2 separate regions of the Sus scrofa genome follow, and region 1 is linked to region 2. A link is a contact called in public Hi-C data. All regions are on one chromosome and are shown on one strand. Each heading gives the region's core, a stretch centred on a gene start, on an enhancer-like site or on the middle of the called end of the contact. The rest is flanking DNA. Distances are from core to core; before and after follow the strand shown.

Region 1 (6,100 bases), core at 3,303-5,802, 360 kb before region 2:
TTCGGCCCCACTTCTCTCTCCTGCTCTCAGGCTTTCAGGGTTTGTACTGCTCTGGCCAGCCTGCAGGTGCCAGGGCACCCAGGGCTCTTCCTCTCCCAACCTGCCATGCCCCAGAGCTGCCTCTGCACCTGGGGGAGCCGCCCTGGACAGAGAAAGAATGAGGATGAGGTGTGGGGGTTGCCTGGGAAGCAGCCACCTCAGCCAGAGTTTGAGCTCGGGGGAGGGTTGAGCCCAGCAGGCCGGCTTCTGCCGCGTCAAGTGTCCTTGGATGCGTGACTCTTCATCTCTGAGCCTCAGTTCTCTCAGCACCAGAATGGGGGCGGTTCCTCCTTGGCAGAGCCATTAAGGACCCCACGCAGAAGGTGGGGAAAACACTCACACAGTTTGGTGGTTCCTCAAAAACTCAAATGTGGGAGTTCCTGTTGGGGCTCAATGGTAATGAGCCCGACCAGTATCCCTGAGGATGCTGGTTTGAGTCCTGGCCTCGCTCAGTGGGTCGGGGATCTGGTGTTGCTGTGGCTGTGGTGCAAGCCGGCAGGGGCAGCTCTGATTCGGCCCTGAGCCTGGGAACTACCATATGCTGTGGGTGTTGCCCTAAAAAGCAAAAAAAGAAAAAAAAAAAGGACTGACCTCTGCTACAACCTGGATGAACCTTGAACCTTGAAAACATGGTGCCCAGAGAAAGAAGCCAGACACAAAAGGCCACATATATATATATTTGTCTTTTTTTTTTTTTTTTTTTGTCTTTTCCAGGGCCGCACCCACAGCATATGGAGGTTCCCAGGCTAGGGGTCTAATCAGAGCTACAGCTGCCAGCCTACACCACAGCCACAGCCACAGCCACAGCCACGTGGGATCCGAGCCACGTCTTCGACCTACACTGCAGCTCACGGCAACGCCGGATCCTTAACCCACTGAGCGAGGCCAGGGATTAAACCTGTAACCTCATGGCTCCTAGTCAGATTTGTTAACCACCAAGCCATGACGGAAACTCCTATGTTTGTCTTTTTTTACCTTTTTCTAGGGCTGCTCCCATGGCATATGGAGGTTCCCAGGCTAGGGGTCCAATCAGAGCCGTAGCCACCAGCCTACACCACAGCTCATGGCAACGCCGGATCCTTAACCCACTGAGCGAGGTCAGGGATCGAACCTGCAACCTCATAGTTCCTCGTCGGATTCGTTAACCACTGTGCCACGAAGGGAACTCCTGAAAAGGCCACATATTGTATGATTTCATTTATATGAAATGTCCTATGGAGACAAAAAGACTTCTGGTGTCCAGGGGCTGAGGGGAGGCGGAATGTGGGGGTGGGGGTGGGGTGGGGGTCTTCTGGGACGATGGAAATATTCTGGATTTATATGGCGGTGGCGGCTGCACAACACCGTGAATGTACCAAGTGCCACTGAATTTGTTCATTTAAAAGAGGTTACTTTCAGAGTTCCCTGGTGGCCTAGCAGTTAAGGATTCAGCGTTGTCATCGCTGTGGCTTGGATTCTATCCCAGGCCCAGAACTTCTGCATGCCATGTTCCAGCCAATAAGGAAATAAAATAAAATTAAATGAAAACAAAATAAAAAAAGTTATTTTCAGATTATGTGAATTTCACCTCAGAACAAAACACTGGAGTTCTCTTCCTGGTGCAGCGGAAACGAATCTGACTAGTATCCACGAGGGCGCAGGTTCGATCCCAGGCCTGGCTCAGTGGGTTAAGGACCCAGTGTTGCCATGAGCTGTGGTGTAGGTCGCAGACATGGCTTGGATCTGGCATTGCTGTGGCTGTGGTATAGGCTGGCGGCTGTAGCTCTGACTTGACCCCATTCCCTGGGAACCTCCATACACTGCAGGAGTGGCCCTAAAAAGCAAAAAACAAAACCAAAAAACACCCAGGAAGTTCCCATTGTGGCTCAGTGGTAATGAGCCCGACTAGGATCCATGAGGATGCAGATTTGATCCCTGACCTTGCACAGTGGGTTAGGGATCTGGTGTTGCCATGAGCTGTGGTGTAGGCCGCAGACGCGGCTCAGATCTGGCCTTGCTGTGGCTGTGGTGTAGGCCAGCAGCTGCAGCTGCAACTTGAGCCTTAGCCAGGGAATGTCCATATGCTGCAGGTTCGGCCCTAAAAAGCAAAACCAAACCAAAACACCCAACATACTGCCCCACACAGAATGAGCCCTAAAAGTGCTATAAGAGCTGCTGAGGAGACTAGGAGTGGGAGTTGAGCAGGTGAAGGGGTGGGGGGTAGAGCACCCCGGGTGTGGGCAAGTGTTCAGAGAGAGGGGGGTGGAGAATTCTACGACTGTTGTTCGACTGTTGTTCCCTCGTGGCTTGTGGATCGGCGAGAAGGGGACAGCAGGAGGGGTGGCAGGGGCTGAGCCCGGGATGCTGGAGGGGACCCCTGCAGGCTTCTAACAAGGGCCAGACTTAGAATTTTAGTTTATTTTTTATTATCACTTTTATTTTTTTGCTTTTTAGGGTCATACCCATGGCACGTGGAGGATCCCAGGCTAGGGGTCGAACTGGAGCTGCAGCTGCCGGCCTACACCACAGCCACAGCCACGTGGGATCCAAGACTTGTCTGCGGCCTACACCACAGCTCACAGCAATGCTGGATCCTTAACCCACTGAGCGAGGCCTGGGATCGAACCCGCAACCTCATGGTTCCTCGTCGTCCTCGGATTCTTTTCTGCTGCGTCAGACTTAGAATTTTGGAAGATCACTCTGTAATGTGAAGGCCAGCCTAGAGGGGGCAGGAGTGGACATGGGGAGGCTGTCCTGGGAGAAGGATGGTGGCCAAGTGGTCTCCCCGCACTATCACACAGGCACCGCATACTGAAGGGGAAGCCTGCGGGGTAGGTCCCTCACGGATGGTCTTGGCCATGGGCAGTGGAGGTGTCCGTGGGGGTTGTGACAGACAACACTAAGGCGGGAGCTGGATGTGAGCTGGAGACAGGTGGAGAGGCCCCGGAGGGGGGATGCTGCTGAAAGCCCCAGAGAGCGGCCAAGAACCCCGAGGGCCAGTGTGGAGACAGGAACCCTGGAGGCTACCAGCCTTTAGGGGAAGGCAGAGGAAGAGACTGAGGGCTGGGTAAGAGCCAGGAGATGATAACGGGAGCTTTTCAGGAGCAGTGCTGTCAGCCACTATGCAGACAGACGTGATGAGGTGCAGAAGGAAAAGTATCTATTGGGTCTAGCAGTGTGAGATGGCCAGGGACCTTGTGAAATTTTCATTGGTGAGCTGGGAGTAAGAGACATGACAGCGGGTCACGGAATGTGAAGTCAGGACAGCTCTTTTTTTTTTTTTTAATGTGTTTTTTTTTTTTAAATTTTGGGGTCTTTTTGTCCTTTAGGGGCACACTTGTGGCATAGGGAGGTTCCCAGGGTAGGGGTCCAATCGGAACTGTAGCCACCAGCCTATGCCAGAGCCACAGCAAGACAGGATCTGAGCTGCATCTTCGACCTACACCACAGCTCACGGCAATGCTGGATCCTTAACCCACTGAGCAAGGCCAGGGATCGAACCCTTGTCTTCATGGATGCTACTCAGGTTCGCTAACCGCTGAGCCAGGACGGGAACTCCATGACAGCTCTTTGGTGGTGGTGGTGTTCGCCTGCACCTGTGGTCTGTGAAAGTTCTCGGGCCAGGAATGGAACCCTGCACTACAGCAGTAATGATGCCAGATCCTTAACCGTTAGGCCACCAGAGAACTCCAAGGAGTGTGAAGGAAGGATGGCTTTTGGAAAGAGTCCAGGCTGGAAGGAGTGTTTTGGGTTGTCTTGTGCTGTTGAAAGGCTGAGGGGAAGCAAAGACGGGAGGGGGTGAAGGTACAGGAAGGAAGGTTCCTGTGACCCAGGGCCTGGATGCTTGGGCAGGGACACTGGCTTGGTCAAGGGGCCAGAGGAAGGGAGGGGTGCAGCTGCATGTGGGCGCCTGGGAGGAAGAAAGTGTGGGAGAGCCTGTCTCAAGGATTCTATTTTCCTGTGAAAGAGGGTGAAACCACGTGGGTAGAGCCTGGGAGGCCTGGATGGAAAAGGAGGCTTGAGGGACCCCCGTTTTGGAGAGGGCACTAGGATTAGTGAGGGGCTGGACAGGTCTGAAAGGGACCAGACCAGGGTGGCCTGATCTAGCAAATAAAACCACAGGACATCTCGTTCCATGAGAATTTCACCTAGACAACGAGGAACTTACTAGTCTAACTCATACAATATTTGGGATATATTAGTACTTTAAAAATACACAAAATGTGTTGCTTATCTGAATTCAAATGCAACAGGGTGTCCCACAAATTACCTGGGAACCCCAACCCCGCGTGGGGAGCAGGGGATGCGTGGGAGGGAGGGGGTGGCGCGACACGGACCTGGAGAAAGGGTTTGAGAAGGGTGGGGTGCCGGAGGGGCAGGAGGCTGGGGTCGCTGCTTTCGTCCCGCCGCGCCGCCTGGGAGCACAGAGGCCTGTACAGGTTCTTCCCAGACAGCAGGGACCCCGTGCCCCAGAACTTCGGTCTCGTCCCCCCGCCCCCACCCCGTAGGTCCCTTGGTGTCGCCGTAATGGCTCATCGATAGCTCTACACTCGGCCTACGCCTCTATCGACTCGTTCCGGCTCCGCTCACCGTCCTGGACCTCGGCGGAGCGCAGAGCCGCGTGTAAGGTACGGAGGCCGCGGAACGAGAGCTCGAAGGCGGCTTCCAGTGGCCGGGAGAGTGCGCCCGGGGGAAGCTGCCTTAGCGGGACGGAGTCAAGACGGTCGGCGGAGCACCGGGGGCTCGCGGGTCCAGGCAGGTAGCGCCCCCTTCCATCAGGGTCAGCCGCCGGCCTTGCTACGCATGCGCGGCCGCAGCGTTCCGGCTTTTTCCCCTCCGGCCCGTCCGGGGCCCTGCTGCGCACGCGCGGCCCGCCCCTGCGGCAGAGCGGCGCCCCGGACGTGACTGCCCCCTGCCGGTCGCGGGTGGGGTGGCGTTCCGTCCGCGTTCGTGGGACCGGGAACGGAGCGCGCGCCTTGGAGCACGGAGCTGTCCCCGGATGGTTGTCACGCGTGTCCCTGAATCTCTCTGAGCCTCGGTTTCCCCATACTTAAAATGGGAATGATTTTATTTTCCAGCACTCAGTGATCTGTTGTCACCTATTAAGGACATAGAGGGTATTCTCTAAATACTGAACTCTTTCTTCTCCAGATGCTCTGATCTTTGACCCCTGCCGGTCAGACCTAGGGCCCTGTGTAGGTCCGAGTCTTTCAAGCAGCCACACCATGAACACGTCTCCAGGCACGGTGGGCAGTGACCCTGTCATCTTGGCCACTGCAGGCTATGACCACACAGTGCGGTTCTGGCAGGCCCACAGCGGGATCTGTACCCGAACCGTACAGCACCAGGACTCCGTATCCTCCCCTGGGGCTGTGGGATGGTGCTGGGCAGGATGCCTGGTGGGGTAACAGCCTGAGCAAAGGCCTCCAGTGGGAAGGATGGGATAGCCGAGCTGGATGCCGGAAGCATTGGGGGCCCCTGGCCCTGGGGCCCTGTTCCTTGTCCTTAACAGGCCCAGCAGGTGAACGCACTGGAGATCACACCCGACCGTAGCATGATTGCTGCTGCAGGTACCTTCTCCTCCACTCCGGGCCCTGATTTCCCATAGGTCCATCTAGGCCCAGCCAGACTTGAGCTTGAACTGTGCCCCCAGGTTACCAGCACATTCGCATGTATGATCTCAACTCCAATAATCCCAACCCCATCATCAGCTACGATGGGGTCAACAAGAACATCGCGTCTGTGGGCTTCCATGAGGATGGCCGCTGGATGTACACTGGTGGCGAGGACTGCACGGCCCGGATCTGGGACCTCAGGTGCGGGGCACTGGGTGGGAGGAGGGGCCAGGCTAGAGACTGTCTCAGGTCAGGTTCACTCCAGGTGAGAGCTGAGACAGAGTTTTCGGTGCAGTGGTTTCTAGAGGGCAGGTGCGGAAGGCAGGATGAAGGCACACAAAGATGGGTGTAGCCTTAGCCTGATCCCACAGGGCCCTCTGAAACCACCTGCTTCAAAGAGGAAGTCCCAGAGCTCCTGGTGGCTTGGCAGGTTGGGGGTGTCACTGCTGTGCTGTGGGTTTGATCCC
Region 2 (6,275 bases), core at 3,487-5,986:
GACTTTGCCTGGGCGAAGGTGTTACTCGCCTTGCACGGGGCAGGAACGCCCCTTGAACCTGGCCTGCCTGCCTCCAGCTGCAGGCTCCCTTCCTCTCGCTTTCTAGAGGCAGCGCGCTGCTGTGTACTGAGGCTGGTCCAGGACCTCCCAGTCCTTTGATTTTCTTTGCTGCTGGTCCCTGGACAGAGAGAATTCCTGTCAGCCTGGTGGGGCCTGGCTGTTTCTCGCCCTGCCCAGGGTGCCCGGGCGGGCAGTCCTGGAGGGTGAGGAGCTGGCCCTGCTGCCCGCAGGCTGCTGCTCGCAGACACGTCTCTGTCCTCCTGTAGTCTTGCCTTTGGTCCTTCACAAAAGCACCAACGAAAGGGTCTCCCGACTACTTCCCTGTCCCATCCCCCCTCCACCACGCAGTGTGACCAGTGGTCCAGAGGAGAGGAAGGATGCTTCAACCAGGGGGAGTGCAGAAGTGGAGAGTCCCGCTGGGCCTGGGCAGGGAGAGGGGTGTGGGCGGGAGCCAGGCTTGCCCGTGGTTTCTGCTCAGGCCTCCGAGAGAGAGAGAGAGGGAGGAAGGGAGGGGGGTGTATGTGGAGGATGCCAAGGTGTTGGGGATGTGCCTGCCCGTGGGGTGTCCAGGGAACAGGGCACTGCCTTGGGCACGTGCTCCTGAACTGAGCCCCCTTCCTCCTCGCTGGCCTGGGTTCACTTGCTTTTCAAAAAGTGAGTCTTTCTTGACCCCTTCTTTCAGGACCTCGATTTCAGGGGACTCCCGGTTCCCTCTGCCCTTGTCCAAGCAGCCGCACCCGCGTGTGTAGCTGGCAGTGGGGGCAGCCTGCTCCTGCACAGCATCTTTCCGGTGTGTGGTTGCAGGGAAGCAAGCAGAGCTGAAGCGTGGCTTTAAAAAGAGCGCTCAGCTGGGCTGCTTGGGGAAAGGCAAATCTTCGTTGCCTGCTTCCCTCTGGATGGCGCCACTACCTCCTGGCCTTAACCGACAAGCTCCATCCTAACCTCCAGAAGCAGAGAAGGAGGGTTCAGGGTTGAGCTTGCACCCGGCAGAGCTGAAGTGACTGCCCTTGCCTGAGCCGGTGACAGCTGAGCCCTTCTCTGTAGGTCACTTTTCTCGGGGCACTCAGATTCCTCCGTCTTTTTTCTTCTTTAAGCCCCTGTGTCCTCCTTTCTTCCCCTGTGCTTTTGTCGCCTTTGGTTCTATCCAGCGTACCCGTTGAGCCATTGCCCTGGCAGGCAGGTGCCTTACGTTCTAAGTCGTGGATTTGGGGGTCGGTCTGCACGCACACAGACCCACCTGGAAACATACGAGTGCGGGTCTGTCCAGGGTGAGAAGGAAACACCCTTCTGTGCCCTCATCCCTGCCCTCTCTCTGTGCCATTTGTCTCAGAGGGCAGAGATGAGGGCAAGTGCCAGAGACAGCACCTGTCAAGCAGAGACGGTCCCACAGCGCGTGGCCTCTCTTGGCCCAGAGGTGGGGAGGGGCAGCCGGAAGGCCGCGGTCTCCCCTGCTCCCCCTCTGCTAGACGGCCGCCGTGCCTTGCCCTCTGGGAACACAGGGGAGCTGCACTTGGATGGGGTGGCTTCCTTACCTTTTCCTGTGACCTGACCAGGGCAGTGGGCAGCCCTGTGGGACCATGAAGCCCCACCCATGAGTGGCACCGCTGCCTGCCTGCCGTTCTGAACTTGACTCGGGAGGCTGGTCACATGCTTGCTCTGAGAAAGATGGCTCTGGGGGTCATGCCAAAGCGGACGGGCACTGCGCCTACTCCAGCCCTCTTGGGGGCTCCTCTCTTCTATGTGTGGTGCAGGCCTGCAGGAATTGCAGGGAACAGCCTGTGGCACAGACTCCTTAGGACAGGGTGCCAGCGCAGGGGGCTCTGGGTGACTTTGTACTTTCTGAAAACATGTGTCTCCTAAAAAAAATCAACTGTAGGCTCAGCACCCAGGAGAGACCACTGTGAGCATACCGAGTGTAGCCTGCCGCCCGCCTCCCCGCAGCACACGTGTTTGCTTCTGCACCTGAAGTGGGAACATGAAACATACACCGTTTGGCATCCAGCTTTTTTTCACTTGGTATTTATCTTCCTGTCATGTCATGAACAAAATGATTCAAAAACCTTGTTTCTAATGATTTTAGAGTTTAATGGTTAATATTTTTTATCATAATTTATCTGACCATTTCACTGCTAGAACACATTTAGATTATTTCTGGTTTTTCACTATTTAAATAATGCTGTGATGAATATCCTTATAAATCTTTCGATTGTTGACTCTGATCTCCCCCCCCCCGCCTCAGATTCCTAGAAGTGGTATTTTTGGGTTAAAGAGTTTGTTCATTTTACAGTCAGTATAGTCTCCTCCTCTGTCAGGATCTGTTGCCTAGATGCTCAGAGTTCCCGTACAGAACTTCCTTAGTTGTGTCCTGTAGATACTGAACAAATCAATTTCTGGCAAGCCGTGTGTTCCCAAAAATGTTTGAATAAGACTGCTTTTTTTTTTTTTTTTAATGCTAAAGTAATGTCATTACCGCTGGCCATTAGTGACATGTTTTTCCAAAAGCCAATTCCTTATTTTCATTGAAAGAACCTGGTTTTGCTTGCATGTTAACTTCCCATCCCTGCTTCTACAGCTTTCAAGTGCTTGGTGATATTTACAGAATCTTGTACTTTGTGTCCACAATGGTACTGAATTTGCATCTGCACAGTCAGCAGAGATAAAAAGTGTTGAACTGACCTTGCCACATACTTAGTGGATGATTTGTAATTAAGCTTATAGACTCAGTACATCAGGCCATTTGGAATCAAAGAGCAAAGGCTCTACTTGAAGAAGAAACCATGTAGACAATTGGATTTTACAGAAGAGTGTTTGCCCCCTTGTTCTTCCCATCGTAGGACTCGGAGCGTCCAAGGCCCAGCGGCTCAGCAGAGCACCCTGGCCAGGCCTCTTCATGGTAGAACATGATGGACCCGGCTGAGAAGGACTTAAGGGTTTTCCTCCCCTGTCCCCCCGCCCCCGGCCCCGGCCCCAGTGTTGCAGGTCGTCTAGTTGTCTTTAAAGTCCAGACCCCCCAAATTGGGTTTTCTTCCTTTCTCCTGTTTAGTTTGGGGTCTGTCAATTCTGAGGGGAAACATGCATGAGATTTTTCGAGGTGCCACGCTTAGTGCCACTTGACTATGCCAGAGACGCCGGCTGGATTGTGTGGAATTAGGTCTCCTACCTTCCTCTGACACCCCAAATTCCCTTCTCCCGGGGACAGTCCACAGACTGAGGCAGAGGCAGCAGCCACTGGGAGAGCATGGAGAGTGTGTGCAGGTACTATTCTTGGAGATAGTGCTGTATATATGCGGTTTGCCATACTGTTTCTTTTCATATCCAAACTTAACATGAACTGATGGTGACTCAGGTGGGTGTGGCCCTTGCCCCTTAGGCAGACTCCATGGCAAGTGCCTTAAATCAGGGCAGGTGTCACTCCCAGAGCCTCTGAGGGTGCAGGCTGCTGGCCCAAGAGTGCAGGGTTGTAAATTAGGCTGCCTGTGGAGAACTGGTCTGGGGAGGAAGCTCTTCCGGCAAAGGGCAGTTTTACCTGTAGTTCAGACAGCCATGGTGGGCAACTAAACAGGCCTCATGTGTACCAGAATTTACCCAGAACTCATTTCTTCAGTATGAAGAACGACCAAACTTTATGTACAGAGAACTTTTTACAAAAGGCGCACCTTTTTTAGCTGTGGGGTCCACCCTCGTCTAACCCTTCTGGCTGCCTGACTATAAGTAGGGGCCATTTTGCTGGTGAAAAGCCTCTGCCATGATCCTACGTTTGATTGGACACTGACAAAATCAAAGTTTCGCAATATTTAGAGCTGCTGTAGCTATTAACAACACAAAATAGGATGAATCAGTAGTATGCTAGCTGTCTTTCAGGTTGGTGGCAGTCAGAACATGTGTAATATTCTCTACCTGGTCTGTAGCTGTAACTGTGATGTACAGGCAAAGCAAATATTAAAAAAAAAAAAAACTTACGGAAACAAATAATGCAATGATATTAGGATATACACTTTTGTATTTTTATTCTTATATAAGGTTATTTGCTGGCTATTGTTGGCCTCTAGTTCAGTCTGTGTTATTTAAAATCTAATATATGAATTATTTGGGTTGAATTCATGTTCGGGCCACGTTGTTGTATGTATTGATGTACAGCCTTGAATGTGAATAATTATTGTAAACTATATTTTACAACTTTTTTTCTGGCTTTATTATATAAATTTTCTATTTGGTCGATGATTTAATCATATCATAATTTAATGAATCTGTTTATTCTTTTTTTTCAAATATTTGTGCTTTAGGTGTAGTTACCGGATGATGAATTTTCCACGTATGCTCGGTAGCCTTGTAATAAAAAAGCATGTAGAATGTAGACGCTCACTGATGTAGCTTTCTTTGGCCGGGGCGCGGGTCGGGCGTCGCAGGGCGACCTGAATTCGGGGCCAGGAACAGGGTGTTCGGGCACAGCGCGCGCCCGGCGAAGACCGGCCAGCCCCTCTCAAGCGCGACGCCGGGCTCCACCGCCGCCTGCCCACAAGGGCGATGCCGGACCACGCCGCGCCGGACTTGGCCGGAAGGGGGCACGGCCGGCCGCTTTTCCGGACCGGAACTTCCGCCTCCCGCGTGACGCCGGGGTGGGCGCCTTACGAGGGCGGACCCGTGGGCGGGACAGAGCCCGGAGGACTGTATTAAAGGCCGGACGCTTCCGGCAGAGGGGAGCTGTGGCCGGGCTTGCTGGGATCATGGCGGAGAGTCACTGCGAGCTGCTGCCGCCGGCCCCGGGCGGCCTCGGGGCGGGGCTGGGGGGCAGCCTGTGCCGCCGCTGCAGCGCGGGGCTCGGCACCTTGGCCCAGCGCCCCGGCAACGTGTCCAAATGGGTCCGGCTCAACGTCGGCGGCACCTACTTCCTCACCACTCGGCAGACGCTGTGCCGGGATCCGAAATCCTTCCTGTACCGTTTGTGCCAGGCCGACCCCGACCTGGACTCGGACAAGGTGAGGGCCGCGCGGGCCAGCCAGGAGGATTCGGGCCGCCCCCGTCGGCGGCCCCACACACACCCCCTGACCCACTCTGAGAGAACCGCCCCGGCTCCGGGTCTCGCTGCCCCCTGCTCACCAGCCCGACCGGAGCCCCCGACTCCCTGTCCTGGGCCGAGGATGAACAGGATGGCGCCCTGGCTCCCACCGCCCTCCGAGAGCCCCAGCCACTCCCCCTCGGGGTGTCTGTCTCGCCCTCCTCTGCTCTTCCGCGGAGGAGGTTTCCCAGACCCCGGACTCTGCTGGGATCTACTTTCTTTTCTCTCCTAGGTTCTTTTGCCCCCGCCGGGAGCACCTTCTCTTCTCCGTCCCGGTGTACTGACTGGCTCTGGAATCCCGAATCCCCATGTTCCCCTCATTTTCTCACATTCCAGACGTTTTACTTAACGTTAGCGTGGGGTTTGATACTAGTGGCCTGCCTTTCTCAGTGACTTGCATTTAGGGAGTTGGCGCTCCATCGTTTTCAGCCACAACACGCACCCACACAACAGTCTCAAAAAGTGCCGTCCATAGAGTGATTTTCGAAGGGAATGTGGCTCATATTGAGGCGTGGCTCAGGGGTGTCAAGGAAGGGCCAGATAGGAAATCTTTTTCAATCTACTTTCTCATTAACCTAGTTTTCCTGCTGCTCTCTCAAAAGGATAGGAGTTTCTAGGTTGGTTTGCTGCTTGTGTTTCATCAGACTGTTGTGCAGGTGATAATAGAAGCTGTTTCGATTATTACTTAAAGAATTGTCTCGGCAGCTGTATGGCATCGAAACTCAAAAAAAGGCTGTGCTGGAAGAAGAGTTATTCCCTGTACGTATCCTAGGCGGTTCACAGGCCTTATCCTAACTTTCCTGCCTTTGGCTTGGGCCTACGTAATTGCCCTTGGCCTTGTGCCTTGCCAGCCCAGCATTTGCCAGGCATAGGCTTCCCAGAAAGAGTGTGATCCCTTGTCCAGATCCAGAAGCCCGACCGAGATCATCCTCAGAGTGGCCTGACCTTAGGATCGGGAAATGAGACCTCGAGTGACCACAGAACCACCAGTCCTGGGTAGAACTAGGGTTGAGATGCCAGCGCTCCTGCCGCCCACCCGCACCTCCCCCAAGCCTCAGCTGTGTCCACTGATCGTTTGACCAAGCTCCGCTCTCGGAGAACTGGCCTCCCAGAAAATGACAGGCATCTCCAGGATAGAAACAGGCTTTTGTTAGCTGTG

Evidence for each region. Hi-C and Micro-C count contacts between places; a contact is called where the count stands out from the background.
Region 1: a contact with region 2 is called in a Hi-C map of liver, with 5 times the contacts expected there. The contact joins the promoter of MLST8 here to the promoter of KCTD5 in region 2. A contact is called at or near these places in 1 of 5 promoter capture datasets (fetal skeletal muscle), 1 of 47 Hi-C or Micro-C datasets (liver) and 1 of 2 datasets of contacts at active chromatin or transcription factors (alveolar macrophages).

What each region holds. Positions count from the first base shown.
Region 1 is chr3:39,784,658-39,790,757 of Sscrofa11.1, reverse strand. It overlaps MLST8 (target of rapamycin complex subunit LST8), which reads left to right and starts at 4,552. Exons shown (of 9, transcript XM_013987830.2): 1 at 4,552-4,773; 2 at 5,170-5,372; 3 at 5,537-5,588; 4 at 5,672-5,834. The coding sequence starts at 5,244.
Region 2 is chr3:39,428,069-39,434,343 of Sscrofa11.1, reverse strand. KCTD5 (BTB/POZ domain-containing protein KCTD5) reads left to right here and starts at 4,736. Exons shown (of 6, transcript XM_013987853.2): 1 at 4,736-5,036. The coding sequence starts at 4,785. PDPK1 (3-phosphoinositide-dependent protein kinase 1) reads left to right here. Exons shown (of 14, transcript XM_021086751.1): 14 at 1-4,416.